Regions from separate parts of the Capra hircus genome. Here region 1 is linked to region 2. Evidence: chromatin contacts called from public Hi-C data. All regions are on one chromosome and are shown on one strand. The core of a region is the stretch at or near the end of the contact, and the rest is flanking DNA. Distances in the headings are between cores, read along the strand shown.

Region 1 (7,172 bases), core at 1,385-3,884, 150 kb after region 2:
TGGATATATGCCCAGGAGTGAGGTCTTACGGTAATCTAGTTTTTTAAGGAACGTCCATGCTGTTCTCTGCAGTGTCTGCACCCATCTGCTTTCTTATCAACAGTGTAGGAGGTTCCCTTTTCTCCTCACCCTCTCCAGCATTTATTACTTGTAGACTTTTTTGGGCAGACTTTTTGATGCACTTAGTTTCTTGTCAGCTCCTCCCTTGTCTCTGTATCCCCTCCCTTCCCTGATTAGCAACTGTGTGAACCTTCCCTTTGGAACTCAGGGAAGGTCAAGGGGTCTCAATGAACTCTTATTTCCTCCAAGCAAGAAGTGGTGGTGCGGGGGAGTGGGGGAGACACGGAGAGGATTTCTGCTGGGACGCTCAGAGTCCCGCCTTGTTTCACCCCAGCCCCCACTAGCCTCAGGCTGCCTGGATCACCGCAGGGCTTCCACTTGGCCTCATTTCCACTCTTATTTCTCCCAGGGGTTTGTCTCCTGAGATGCTGACACCAAGGTGGCACTGAACGAGGGAAGATTTTGTGAGGGGATCTGCCCATGAGGAAACATCGGGAAAGGGAAGAGGAGGCAGGGAAAGCCATGAAGCTGCCAAGTGCGTCAGCCCCCAGGTGAAGAGGAGAGGCAGGTGGACAGATGCCAGGAGGACACTGGCTCTGAGGGTGCTCATATCTCTGGCAACCCCCTCCCCGCTCCTGTCCTGCAGAGGGGTTGGTGTTTCCCAGACCAGTGTGTGCCTCGGAGCCCTTCTCTGCTTTGTCATTGGTCAGGAGCAGCCTCCAGAATCACAGCCTCAGCACAGACCTGGGTCTCACATTCTGGCAGTGATTCAGATGTATAAAAGAATATATATGCCCACGCACGCACAATGGGTATATATATATATATTCTTTTATATAACTGAAAATGCCCTTGTGGGTTATTATAAAAGATTGAGTTCCTTGTGCTCTACAGTTGGTCAGTTTCACCCTCATGGAATGGGAGTCTGGGAGGCCCCCGCTAAGCCACCACCCACATGATCTTGTCCCACCCCGGGACTTTTCTCTGACTTCCATGCCCAAGTCGTCTTCCCATCACAGGTGAGAGGTGATCTCCCTGTGAGGCCTGCACCTGCCGCTTGCTTCACCTGGGTTGCTTTCCCTGAAGACTGGCTTGGCTACTGTCCCCCAACAAATCCCTTCTCCACTTCCTGTTTCAGGGAGGCTGATCCCGACTCCATGTTTTTAATATGTTTACCTGCATCTCCCATACGTGCACTATTGTGGCCCTTCTTCTGCGTGTCCTCCCTTGTTTGTGACAGGCTGCATAACTACTGACTTACTATGTCTGTTTTAATGGCCCCTGTCCCTCCCTGGAATGTCAGCTGCATGAGCACAGTGGTCTTGGTTTTGTGTATTAATATAATCCAAGTTCCCCGAACAGTGTCAGCCACATGGGAGACCATAAATTTTGGCTGAATGAGTGTTGCCTCTCACTTGCCCCTTTCTGGATATGTTTCTCTATCAGTTCCCTGTCTCTGCTGTTAGTTGAGCAACACTCACTTCCAAGGCCCCATTCTGGGGGTAGGGCTGGTGGCCTCTACCACGCCCCCATGACCCCTGTCCCCTGGGCTTCATGACTTGTTGCCTCCCCATCCCTTATCTTCTCCAGGTGGGTCTGTGTGGCCAGGAGGTCACAGCAGAAGTGATTTCTGAGGGCATTTCCAAGGTTTCAGCATAGAGACATGGTGGCTTCTCTGTGCTGTCCCTCAGATCACCTACCCTGGGGGGTGCCAGTTGCCATGTCATGAAGACACCTAGATGGCTTGGGAGAGGCCCACAGGGAAGGAACTGAGATTTGGGGGTACGTGGGTCCCAGGAGGGATCCCCCATGTGGGAAAGCAGAGCCCCGGCGCAACTCGAGCCTTCAGAAGATGCGGCTCCAGCCCACACCTGCCCTGTGGGAAGTCCTGAACCTGTGCATCCCTGCTGAACTGCTCTCGGTGCCTGACTTTCAGAAAATGTGGGATATTATCCATGTCTGGGGTTCTAAGCTGCTAAGTTTTGGTAATTCGCTTGGGCATCAATAGATAATGAGTATGGTGGTGGTTTAGTCGCTAAGTTGTGTCCGACTCTTGCGACCCCGTGGACTCTAGCCCACCAGGCTTCTCTGTCCATGGGATTTTCCAGGCAAGGATACTGGAGTGGATTGCCATTTCCTTCTCCAGGGGATCTTCCTGACCCAGGAAGATAACGAGTATAGTGGGTATTAATATCATTCACTCGATTTCAGAGATAATGAACCTGAAACTCATAGAAATTGACCTGCCTAAGTTCCTGCACCACAGATGGAGCAGGCAGGGCTTCACTCTCTGGAAGGGCCAGAGTCCGCTTGTCCCCACAAATCACTTTCAGCTCTGCATTTGGTATGTTGGAGGTGAAAGGTCATGGCAGAGGGAGACTAGCATGGGCTTGTTAATTAGATCAGGAAGATGAGTCGTTGCTCAGTTGCTAAGTCATGTCTACTCTTTGCAACCCCATGGACTGCAGCACACCAGGCTTCCCTGTCCTTCACTGAACTCATGTCCATTGAGTCGGTGATGCTATCTAACCATCTCATCCTCTGTCTCCCCCTTCTGCTCCTGCCCTCAGTCTTTCCCAGCATCAGGGCCTTTTCTTCGCATCATGTTGCCAAAGTATTGGAGCTTCAGCTTCAACATCAGTCCTTCCAGTGAATATTCAGACGAGGCTCAGCTACAAAAAACCAGAGAGTGGGTCACTAGGTAATGAGACCTCCAGAAGAGCTGAAAAATAGAACCACATGCCTGGTCCATCTGCATCCGTATCCTTTGGCTCAGAATGTCCAGCCCAACGTCTGTCTAAAAAACGACATCAGGCCAGAGGAATGCGAAAGCTGTCTGCCCCACGAATTGTACCTCTTTACCCGTCTGTAATAAAGCCAACCTCGCATCCATTTCAACTTGGCCAGGCTTTCCGTCAGGTTTGCGGCTGTGTTTGCTTGCAGTAACCAAGGCTTTAAAATCTCGGTGATGCAATCTTGCCCGCTGCACCTCTCATTTTAAAAATGCGTGGATGTGGCAAAGCAATTAAGTCATTTTGTTTCAGCTCCTGATTTGACTTCTCTGCTCCCCAACTGTTTCGCAACATCATTCCACTGAGTTAAAAAGAAACCTGGTCAGAACCGCCTTTTTATTATAGCGGCCAGCAGCTCCCCTTTGTTGTGCTTTATCTGTACGATGGGGGCCAGGGTTTACCGGTTGGTCACTGAGAGCTGGCATGCATCACCCCCTCCTCCCCCTGGAGTCTGGGCTCAGCGGGAGGCCACTGGGCCGTGGCAACTCCCCAATGACATTATTTCTATTAAATGACAGCCGAGGGTTTATGGGGTGTTTCTGGCCCCAGCTCAGTGGAACCAGCAGGGGTGGGGGCGGGGCTGCTTCCTGTCTCCTCTACCTAGTGGTTCCTGCCTCACCAGGAAAGATCATAAGACTATTTGATGTCGGTTCTTGGAACAGCAGTCAGTTAATTAAAACTGCTGAGTGTTTGAACACATGGAAGGTGAGGGGCACATCACTGCCAGCGCACGCTCATGTCAGACAGACAGAGGCCCTCAGGGGAGCAGGGGAGTGGAGGAGACAGACACACAGCAGCATCTTCTGGACAAATGCCCCTGACTCTCCTGCCAACGAGTCTGTCAACCTGAGAACTAATTGTGGAAACAAAGTGACCAGTTTGATTTCAGCTCTTCATCTTTCCCATCTGAAGGCAGCCCCATGGTGGGGGGAGAGGGGCAAACAGAACATCAGGGGTTCTGAGTGACCTCTGAACTTGGCCATTGTCATGACTAATGCTGTCCCCAAATGCACGTGTGTTAAGGATGTTGGAAATGGAGACACAGGGTCACCAAATTGTGTCTTTTTTGAGAGACTCCTCTTTTTGGAGGCCTGCCTTCTTATGCCAGGCTGACCCCTGCATGTTGTCAGGCCTTGAAGGAGCCAGAAGGGACCAGTATCCTGGCGCTTTCTTAAGTCTTGGGAGGTAATAGGGTTTGTTCTCTGCTTGTTTATGTCACTCAATTCAAAGCTGTTTATTAAGTGGCTCTGGGACCTGCTCTCAGCTAATCTAGGTGCAGGGCCCTGGGGCTCCTGAAAATGTAGATAAAGACATTAATATGCCTCTGCATTGAGACAACAAAGATCCCACTTCCCTCCATGGCAGGGGCCGAACCCACCCCTGCCAAGGGCTTCATGGCCTGAGGTTTATGATATTAACAAACTAGAAAACTGTGGGTTTCTGTAGAGTGCTATATGGTAAATTGTGAGGATGTAGTCAAAACTTCTTGTATTAAAATGGGCCTATTAAACATGGTCTGGGCCTTAATGAAAGTCATCTAAATATATTTTCTACAATTATCAAGATTGTAGAATCTTATATATAGGGTTTCCCTGGTGGCTCAGTTGGTAAAAAGTCTACCTGCAATGCAGGAGATCTGAGTTTAATCACTGCGTCGGGAAAATCTCCTGGAGAAGGAAATGGCAACCCACTCCAATATTCTTGCCTGGAGACTCCCATGGACAGAGGAGCCTGGCAGGCTACAGTCCATGGAATTGTAAGACTCAGACATGACTTAGCAAATAACCTACCTACCTACACACACACACACACACACACACACACACACACACACACACACACACACACACATATACATAGAGAGAGACTGTTTACTCTATGCTTGAATATCTTCACATGCATACAAATTCTCTGTTATAATTAGGCAGGAAGTCAAATTAGAAATGATTTCTAAATCTAAGCATTAACCTCATGTTTGAACAGGGCTATACTAGAATCACACTACCCAGTGTTCAAGCATGGAAATATGAACAGTCTCCATCAGAAGACTTAACTGGGGAGTAATGGGTAGATGGTGAATCCCTGCCACTACTTCAGGTGCAGAAGGAAGACAGTCTCCACTTACATATCAGCCACACTAGTGAGTGACTGTTTTGAACCGGCTGCATTTTATCAGATGCATTCATCTGCTGATGTCCGCTTGCAAGGCTGGTTACTATTTCAAAGAAAGTTACATAAACACACTTAACCTGTATAACTCCTTCCTTTGCAGTCTGGAGATCTGAAAGGCTCAAGCTGGGGAATGGAGAAACCTTCTGTATAGTTCTCCCTTTTACTCAGTAGGCTTTATAGGTGAGAAGTGTGAGAATGAGCAAAGGCAGGAAGGGGCCCAGGGGACATGGCTTGTCTGGGATGGAGGGCATGAGGAAGTCCGTTTTCCCTCCTGGCTTACAGCTAGCCTATCTCTCTCTACTGGCTGTTTCCCTCCACCTATAAACACCATCAGATCATTTTCTCCCCATGGAAACAAACAAACAAAAAACTAAACCCAAAATAAAAATCACCGGAAACAAAGCCTCCAGCCCTTCTTCCCCAGGGACGCTCAGCGCCCTCTTAGGACCACCCACCTCACCTCTCTTCTCTTCTCAAACGTGCACCTTAAAGGACACCTGTGCTGGGCCGTCTTTCTTACTGTCACCCAATCATCCCAGAGCAACTGTCAAGGGGCTTCTTCCTATTGCATATCCAAGGGCCATTTTTCCATATTCTTGGTGACTGTCTTGCTTTGTCCTTTCATGTTTCCGGACACTCCCCTGTCCTGCTTCTGACCATCCCAGAGCAACTGTCAAGGGGCTTCTTCCTATTGCAAATCCAAGGGCCATTTTTCCATATTCTTGGTGACTGTCTTGCTTTGTCCTTTCATGTTTCCGGACACTCCCCTGTCCTGCTTCTGACCACGGTCCCCTGAGCTGCCCTCCTGACTCCGAGACCCTCTGCTCTTGCTGGACACCCACATCCCAGAGCTCGTCTGCTGCTCATAGCGCTTCTCACTTTACACCCAGTCCTGGGCCGTGTGTTCCCCGCTCACAATCAACTACAACCTGGGATGTCTCCCAGGTTACAATCTACAGTCTGAACGTCACTTCAAAGCTTCGATCTGAATATCCAGCTCCACCTGGAAGCACCTTAGAAACCTCACATTAGCAAGTTCAAGGTGATTTCATGATCAGGATAGGGGCTGTATCCCGGTTATCTTTGTATCTCCAGCACTGAGCATACAGGAGGCACTCAATAGTGAAGTAAGTCAGACAGAGAAGGAGAAATATCGTATTAGTCAGTCAGTTCAGTTGCTCAGTTGTGTCTGGCTCTTTGTGACCCCATGAATCGCAGTACACCAGGCCGCCCTGTCCATTACCAACTCCCGGAGTCTACCCAAACTCATGTGCGTCGAGTTGGTGATGCCATCCAGCCATCTCATCCTCTGTCGTCCCCTTCTCCTCCTGCCCCCAATCCCTCCCAGCATCAGGGTCTTTTCCAATGAGTCAGCTCTTTGCATGAGGTGGCCAAAGGATTGGAGTTTCAACTTTAGCATCAGTTCTTCCAATGAACACCCAGGACTGATCTCCTTTAGAATGGACTGGTTGGATCTCCTTGCAGTCCATGGGACTCTCAAGAGTCTTCTCCAACACCACAGTTCAAAAGCATCAATTTTTCAGCGCTCAGCTTTCTTCACAGTCCAACTCTCACATCCATACATGACTACTGGAAAAACCATAGCCTGACTAGATGGACCTTTGTAGGCAAAGTAATGTCTCTGCTTTTTAATATGCTATCTAGGTTGGTCATAACTTTCCTTCCAAGGAGTAAGCGTCTTTTAATTTCATGGCTGCAATCACCATCTGCAGTGATTTTGGAGCCCAGAAAAATAAAGTTAGTGGAAACTGTTTCCACTGTTTCCTCATCTATTTACCATGAAGTGATGGGACCAGAGGCCATGATCTTCGTTTTCTGAATGTTGAGCTTTAAGCCAGCTTTTTCACTCTCCTCTTTCACTTTCATCAAGAGGCTCTTTAGTTCCTCTTCACTTTCTGCCATAAGGGTGGTATCATCTGCATATCTGAGGTTATTGATATTTCTCCCGGCAATCTTTATTCCAGCTTGTGCTTCTTCCAGCCCAGCGTTTCTCATGATGTACTCTGCATAGAAGTTAAATATACAAAATATCCTATAACTTCCCTTATATATGGAATCTAAAAAGAAATGATACAAATGAACTTCCTTACAAAACAGAAAGAGACTCACAGACTTAGAGAATGAACT
Region 2 (6,965 bases), core at 3,114-5,613:
GTCTAAAAGAAATACAAGCCTAAGTGCAATGAAACAAAGGTGCCAAAGTCCCCTTTATAAAATAGTCTTTTTAAGTTGAAAGCCTTATTCTTTGACTTCTTGCTGTGTTCCCAGTCCGGTCTAAGCCCCATGGCCTGAGTATGAAGTGCCCAGCACCTTGGCCCCTTCTCACCCACGTTAACTTTCACCACCTCCTCCTCCTCCACGCTGCGCACCTACAGTGCTCTTCACACGACACCATCACACACAATATGAACTTTCACAGCCTCTTCTCTCTGGCTGCAATGCCCACCTTCTCATTTTCTGTCTCACAAACTCCCATTCATCCTGCAAATTGCGCTCAGGTCTGGGGAGACTTCTGACTCTTCTTGGCAGAATTGCCTCCACTCTGTCATACCTCACTTCAACATCTCTGGAAGAATGTCAGTAACAGTGTTGTATTTACTTTAACAACACAGAAGAGAACCTGTCTTCCATCCTTGGGACAAGGATGACCTCAGTCTACTGACAGCCTTTCCACCTGGTCCCTATTTCCTTCTTTTTTTAATGGTCCAAGTTTTTCTATCCACTTTTCCAGTTGTAATCACCACCTCGATCTTCTTGCTGCTGATATTTACTGAGTCTACACTGATATTCAACTGCTAATTGTAAAAGTAAAATCAAACTGCAAAATTTCATAGAGTAAATGTATAAATCCTCCTCCAGTTCTAATACCCAAGTATTAAGTGTGATACTTTTCCAGACATTTTCAAGGCATATATAAACATATCCATCTGTACCTCTCCAGAGATAAACATTTTTCACACAACTGAAATTACTGAAAATGTACTGTACATTCTGTTCTGTAATATGCATTTAAATATTTAATAGACTGCCATATCTTTTCATATCAGTAGATATATATTTACCTCATTTAAAAAATAATTGCGTAAGTATTCTTGGATATTTATGGTAATTTAATTAATCCTCTATGATAAATATTTAGATGGTTTACCTTTATCACTATCACAAGCAACACTGCAGTATCATCAGTATACAATGTTTTTGTGCTTTTATCCAAGTATTTGCCTGCAGTTGGACTACTGAGGAGGATCAGACACTGAATTTGAGAAGGAGATCGAGAAGTTTATTGAATGATGGAGAAACATGCTTGAAAAGACAAGAGGTGAGGGGGGAAGGCAGAGTCTACAGGACTAACAGCTCTGGCCTTGAACAACAGAAGGTACGAATGATGTAGACAGAACAAAGTCACGAAAGAGGGGTCAGAAAGTTCAGGTAACGTAAGTTCATTACCTTGTAAAAAGGCTTGTCAAATGTACAGAGAACACAGAGTGGGAAGGAAAAAGTAGTAAGTGCTAATATTTTAAGACAGATTCAAATTTCCAGTGGTCGTGATAATAATCTGATAAGCAAAAACACAGAGAATATTGTCCTTCATTTAGAATCAAAAACAACATAAACACACAGGCACATAACAGGGGGTGGGGGTTGGGTGGGAGGAGGGGAGGGATCAGCTAGCAGTAGATATATAAAAGAACAAAAGTGTGATCTGATGAAAGTTCAATATAAGCCAGGAGAATGTATTAACTTCTGGGGTGAGAATGGGGAGAAGATCGATATAAATATAAAATCCAAGTTCAAGGGGTACAGTCACTTTTTCACTATTCACTGGTCAGGTCACACGTAGAGTACACGCTCTGCTCCAGACATTAGGGATCTGAAGGATGCTGATTAACCAGAAAGAATCTGGAAAGAAGTAATAAAAACTCTGGTAGGGAAGCACTGCAAACAAAGAGGGTATTTACAACCTGGAACAAAAACCAGCGAGAACCCAGCAGCTGCCCTTCCCCTGGTGCCGCACTTCCCAGTTTTCACAAAAACACTCTCTTCTGAATTTCATAATAACCTTTTGAGATAGACAGGGTAAGTATCATTAGAGATGAAAAAACAAATCAAACATCTAACAAGCTGGGTAGCCTCCTAAAGAGCTCAGCTGCTCCTTGGTTGCCTGACACATGTCCCCTGTTCTGGTAACACACAACCCTGTCTGTGAGGTTGTAGGGGGTGGCTGTCAATAGCTATCTTCCCATACATGCGCCCATGCCCCACTACGCGGGCCAGGACTCTCAAATGATTTGAAACAGCTCCTCTTGGTCCGGTAGGTGAGGGTGGCGGTGTGGGGTGGGATGATGATCAAAAACTCTTTCTTAGATCTTTCAAATTCAGGCAAAAGATTATTCTCCCACTGGACAAAGTTGCAAACTACTACTAGCGGCCATTCCTCCCCACATCACCATTAACAAGCTGCAGAAGAAGAACCTGAGATAAGGAGGCCGCCACAAGAACAGCAGAGGAAATAACTCACTCTCATCACATCAATCCAGGTGACCTTAAAGCAGTCATGTCTCCTTCTGGAGTTTGGTTACATGATTGGTGGGTCTTCCCTTTAATTTGAGTTAGTTTCTGTCATCTGCACCCAGAGTCCTGAACAATACAAATTCTTGTTCTTAAATCAGAGTTCTTTCCATTTCTCACATGAAAGCTATGTCAAAACTAAGACCAACAGGGAAATGGGAAATTAGTAGCTTTAGCTCATTATAAATATTTTCTAGCCATCCAAGCCTCATCAAAAATGAACTGACTGATTTATGAAACAGGGGGTTCCTTGTTATTAGAAAATGTTACTAGCAAAGCTTTGGCAATGAGTTCTCGCACTGAGTGAATAACTCAACTGGGTATTTCTCAATTTTCTTCTAATTATAAAATTATATAGAATAATCATCTACTTCTCTTTAAAAACAGAAAAGCAATTCAAATGAGGATTTTGTTACTTGTTATGCTTCACAAGAATCTCTAAATATTTAGCCAGTTATATTACCCTAATGATACAAAATGAAACACATTTCCTAAGGAAAACAAAGAAGTTCTACTAAATGAAGCACTGGTATCAGAAGGGTTTATTCTTACCTTTGCTATTGAACAGCTGAATAAGCTTGAACCACTAACTCTCCACCTAGACTAACTTGTTTCTATATCTATAAAATGGACTAATAATAATTCCTTCCAAACTGAGTTCACATAGTTCTGTATCTCAAAGAGCACATGAAAATACTCTAAAATTAAGCCACTATAGTCATGTTAAATTATAATAGCTTCTTTGGCAGAAGTCTTACTCAAATTTTCAGTCACTTAAAGAGATTCTAACAGAAGCAGTTTCTACTACACACAATCCAATCAGCATTTCAATGAACTGTCATATGAAGCAATATTTCCCACTCACTGTCAATGAGTCTCTCAAACAGTCTGATGAGGACAGCAACCCTATCATTTATTTTAGGGGAAAAACACTTTCCTGGTTTAGCACGTTTTAGAGTTGTTCCCAGAAATAATTTCATATCTTAAAATTCCAGCTCCAAGAAATGGTGTTTAACAGCGGGACTCGAGGTATAAATTAACTGAGCTGCAAACCACTCAACACCTTGGGCCTCTGTCTAAATCTCTAAAATGGAAACAACGATACATCTCCTGCCAGATTGCTTTAAGAATTGTAAACAGCGTATACGCATCTCTTAGGTTTCAAGAGGGGTAGCTGGACTTCTGAACACACCAACACATAACCTTAAAACTCCTGCCTGTTCCAGCCCCTGCAGATCTGCTATCAGGCTGATTTTGTTCAAAATGGTCAGAAGAATAAAGCAAAAGGCAGTAACTTCAGAGGCAGAGCCTCCACTGGAGGACCAGGGATCCCAGTTACTCATTCATCAAGGCTTCGCTCGGCCTCCATCAGCAACTTGTGAGCATCAAAATGTTACATTTGTGAGCTAGGAAGCTACCGAAAAAGGAACTGTGGAATCCCTACCATTACTGGCAACAATGTTTCGCCAAACTGTCAAACAGTGGCAAATTGTGTTCCTGGCCTGCAAACGAGCCTTGAACGACTTCACTGCTGGACACGGAGTCCCCGAAGGCAGAAATGTCACAAACCCCGCTACGACCACGAGCCACGGCGGCGGCTCTAGATTCCCCGAGCACGGTCAGACGAGGTCGGGACACCTCTCCGATGGCCAAAGGCTCCCCGGCCGCTTCCACAGGTCAAGCGCCCGCCCGCGACTCCAGACTCTTCCTCCTGCCCTGGCCCGAGGCGGATCGCGGCTACAGCCCCGGCACCACACCTGTCTCCGCATTCCCCGAGGACTGCTCTTCCCTCCTGAGGTCTGCGGCCACCGTTCCTGGGCAACTGAGAAGCCTGCGAAGAGGGCGCTGGACTTGGCTTCTCTGAACGCGCAGGGACAAACGGATCAACAGCCCCACGCCGCAAGCCGCCATTGTCAAAGCGGCAGAAGCACGAACGAAGGGGCGCCGGGCTTCCGCGCATGCGCGCTGAGGCGAAAAGGATGGGACGCCTAGAGGGTCAAACTAAGCAAAGGCCGTTTCCCTTAGATAATAAGATGCGGCTTGAATAAGGATACCTGAGCTTTCTGACATGTCTTAAATATTTCCACTCTCCCACGGTTCTCTGAAAGAAGACCCTCAAGGGAACGAGCAGGCGACTTACTCTTTCACACTGAAAACAGAACCAGAGACGGGGGCATGAGGAAGGGGCGCTGACTTGGGAATCTTAAGAATATAATAAACTCAACACTTTTTCTTTACCAAACTGTATGCCCTTGACGTGTGTTGACTTTTTAAATTCTTACAACAGCCCTGTGACGTAGGAACTCTTACTATGCCCATTTATTTATGGGGAAGTTAAGGCTTAGAGAAGTTAAGTAACATTCCTAAAGTTCTACAGCCACACTGGGATAGAAATAGAAGTTAAACGTAGGTTTAATAGGGTTTCCCTTCCTCCCTCCCTCTCGCGCTCCCTCCCTGTCATTTTTTGGTAATATTTTTATTGCGATTTAATTCATATATTACAAAATACACCCCTTTAGGTTCATCATTCAGTGATTTTTAGTATATTCACGAAAATGGACACCAATCACCGTTATTTTTAGAAACACTTTCATTACCTCCAAAAGAAACCTTGTCCCCCTATCAGCTACCACCCCTAACAACCACACTCCCCCCAGCACTAAATAACCACTTATCTACTCTGTGTGTCTGTGGAATTGCCTTTCTGGACATTTCATATACATGGAATCATATGAGGTGTTTTGTTTGTTTGTTTTTGTCACTAGCTTCTTTGACTGGATACAATCATTTCAAGGTTGAGCCATGTTGTAGCATCTATCCGCACCTTCTTTCTTTCTGTGGCAGAATAATATTCCATTGTGTGACTATGCCGCAAGTGGTTATCCAGTCATCACTTCATGGGCCTTTGGGTTGTCTTCACCTTTTTGTTACTATAAATAATGCTGCTATGAATTTTCATGTACAAGTTTTTGTGTGAGCATATGTTTTCACTTCTCTTGGATACATACCTAGGAGTAGAATTGGTGGGTCATATGTTTAACTTTTTGAGGAACTGCAGGCTATTTTCCATAGCTGCTGAATCATATTCATTCTCACGACTAGTTTATGAGTGTTCCCGTTTCTCTACATTCTTGTCAATACTCCTTATCTGTTTTATTTATGTATTTATTCCATTCTATTTTTGTTCAATAGAATTCTAATTATAAAACGTTTTTAGACTAAGTATGTCCACACATTAATTTAGCCATTTAAAAATTAAATGTAGAATTCTTGAAGGATAGTGGATAGTGTTTTATTTTTTAAACTGTGTGGTGGGGCTACAGTTGTTCACTGGATCAGAATTCTTCTTACCGTACACATGTTTATAAATGTTATTTTGTATCTACTCAATATTTAATACAAAGTTACATTCATGTCATTGAGTATTTTCTTGTAAATGACTGCTCTTTTGGAAAGTCCAGCACATGTACATTTTGGTCAATAAGTTGGTGATTCTGGTTAGCTGAGGTCAGTTCATTCAGGTTTCTCTATGTCTATCAATAATTTACCCCACATTGCTAAGGAATAGGTAGATGGGGGAGGGAAGGAATGGGAGGTTGGGACGGACAGATTCGAACTATTATATATAGAATGGATAAGCAACAAGGTCCCATTGTATGGCACAGGGAACCATATTCAATCCTGTGGTTATTATAGTGAAAAAGAATATGAAAAAAGAATATATATATATAACTGAATCATTTTGTTGAAATTGAAAACCAGCAGAAATTAACACAACATTATAACTCAATTATATGTCAGTTTAAAAAAGTGACTCCCATAGATTCTCCCAAACATGGGTAAAAAGAGCCAAACTTTGAGGTATTATGAATATTTGTTACAGATGGCAGCCTTAATTTATTGACTTACAGAGTTTAGCTTCTATTGTGGATTGAATCGTGCCCATCCCATCTAAAGTTATCCTAACCCCCAGGAACTCGGAATGTGACCTTATTTAGAGATAGGGTTATTATAGATGTAATCAGTTAAGATAAGGTCATAGTGAAGCCGGGGCAGGGAGTATAACTGGTGTCCTTATAAGAAGGCAGCCAGGTGAAGCCAGACACACAGGAAGCATGACGAGTGATGACAAGGTGGAGACTGGAGAGATGCAGCCAAAAGATGGCCGGCAAGCCACAGAATTCTCCTACAGGCTTCAGAGAGAACACAACCTTGCTAACACCTTGACTTTGGATTTCTATCCTTCAGAATGATGAGACAATAAATTTCTATTATTTTAAACCACCTAAGTGGTGCTATCCGGAGAAGGCAATGGCACCCCACTCCAGTACTCTTGCCTGGAAAATCCCATGGACAGAGGAGCCTGGTGGGCTGCAGTCCATGGGGTCGCTACTAGTTGGACACGACTGAGCGACTTCACTTTCACTTTTCACTTTCATGCATTGGAGAAGGAAATGGCAACCCACTCCAGTGTTCTTGCCTGGAGAATCCCAGGGACGGGGGAGCCTGGTGGGCCACCGTCTACGGGGTCACACAGAGTTGGACCCGAC

The links. Hi-C and Micro-C count contacts between places; a contact is called where the count stands out from the background.
Region 1: a Hi-C map of blood shows a contact between it and region 2, with 2.2 times the contacts expected there. The contact joins the enhancer-like site here to the promoter of MTPAP in region 2. A contact is called at or near these places in 2 of 5 Hi-C or Micro-C datasets (both in blood).

Annotation. Positions count from the first base shown.
Region 1 is chr13:34,775,032-34,782,203 of ARS1.2, forward strand. No RefSeq gene overlaps it. Among named protein-coding and RNA genes, the nearest start is that of TRNAW-CCA, 74 kb to the left of the region's middle. Within about 2 kb of position 2,635, at least 1 of the 5 cell types and tissues checked has an H3K27ac peak or open chromatin away from gene starts, as enhancers often do.
Region 2 is chr13:34,622,652-34,629,616 of ARS1.2, forward strand. It overlaps MTPAP (poly(A) RNA polymerase, mitochondrial), which reads right to left and starts at 4,364. Exons shown (of 9, transcript XM_013968557.2): 1 at 4,173-4,364. The coding sequence starts at 4,326.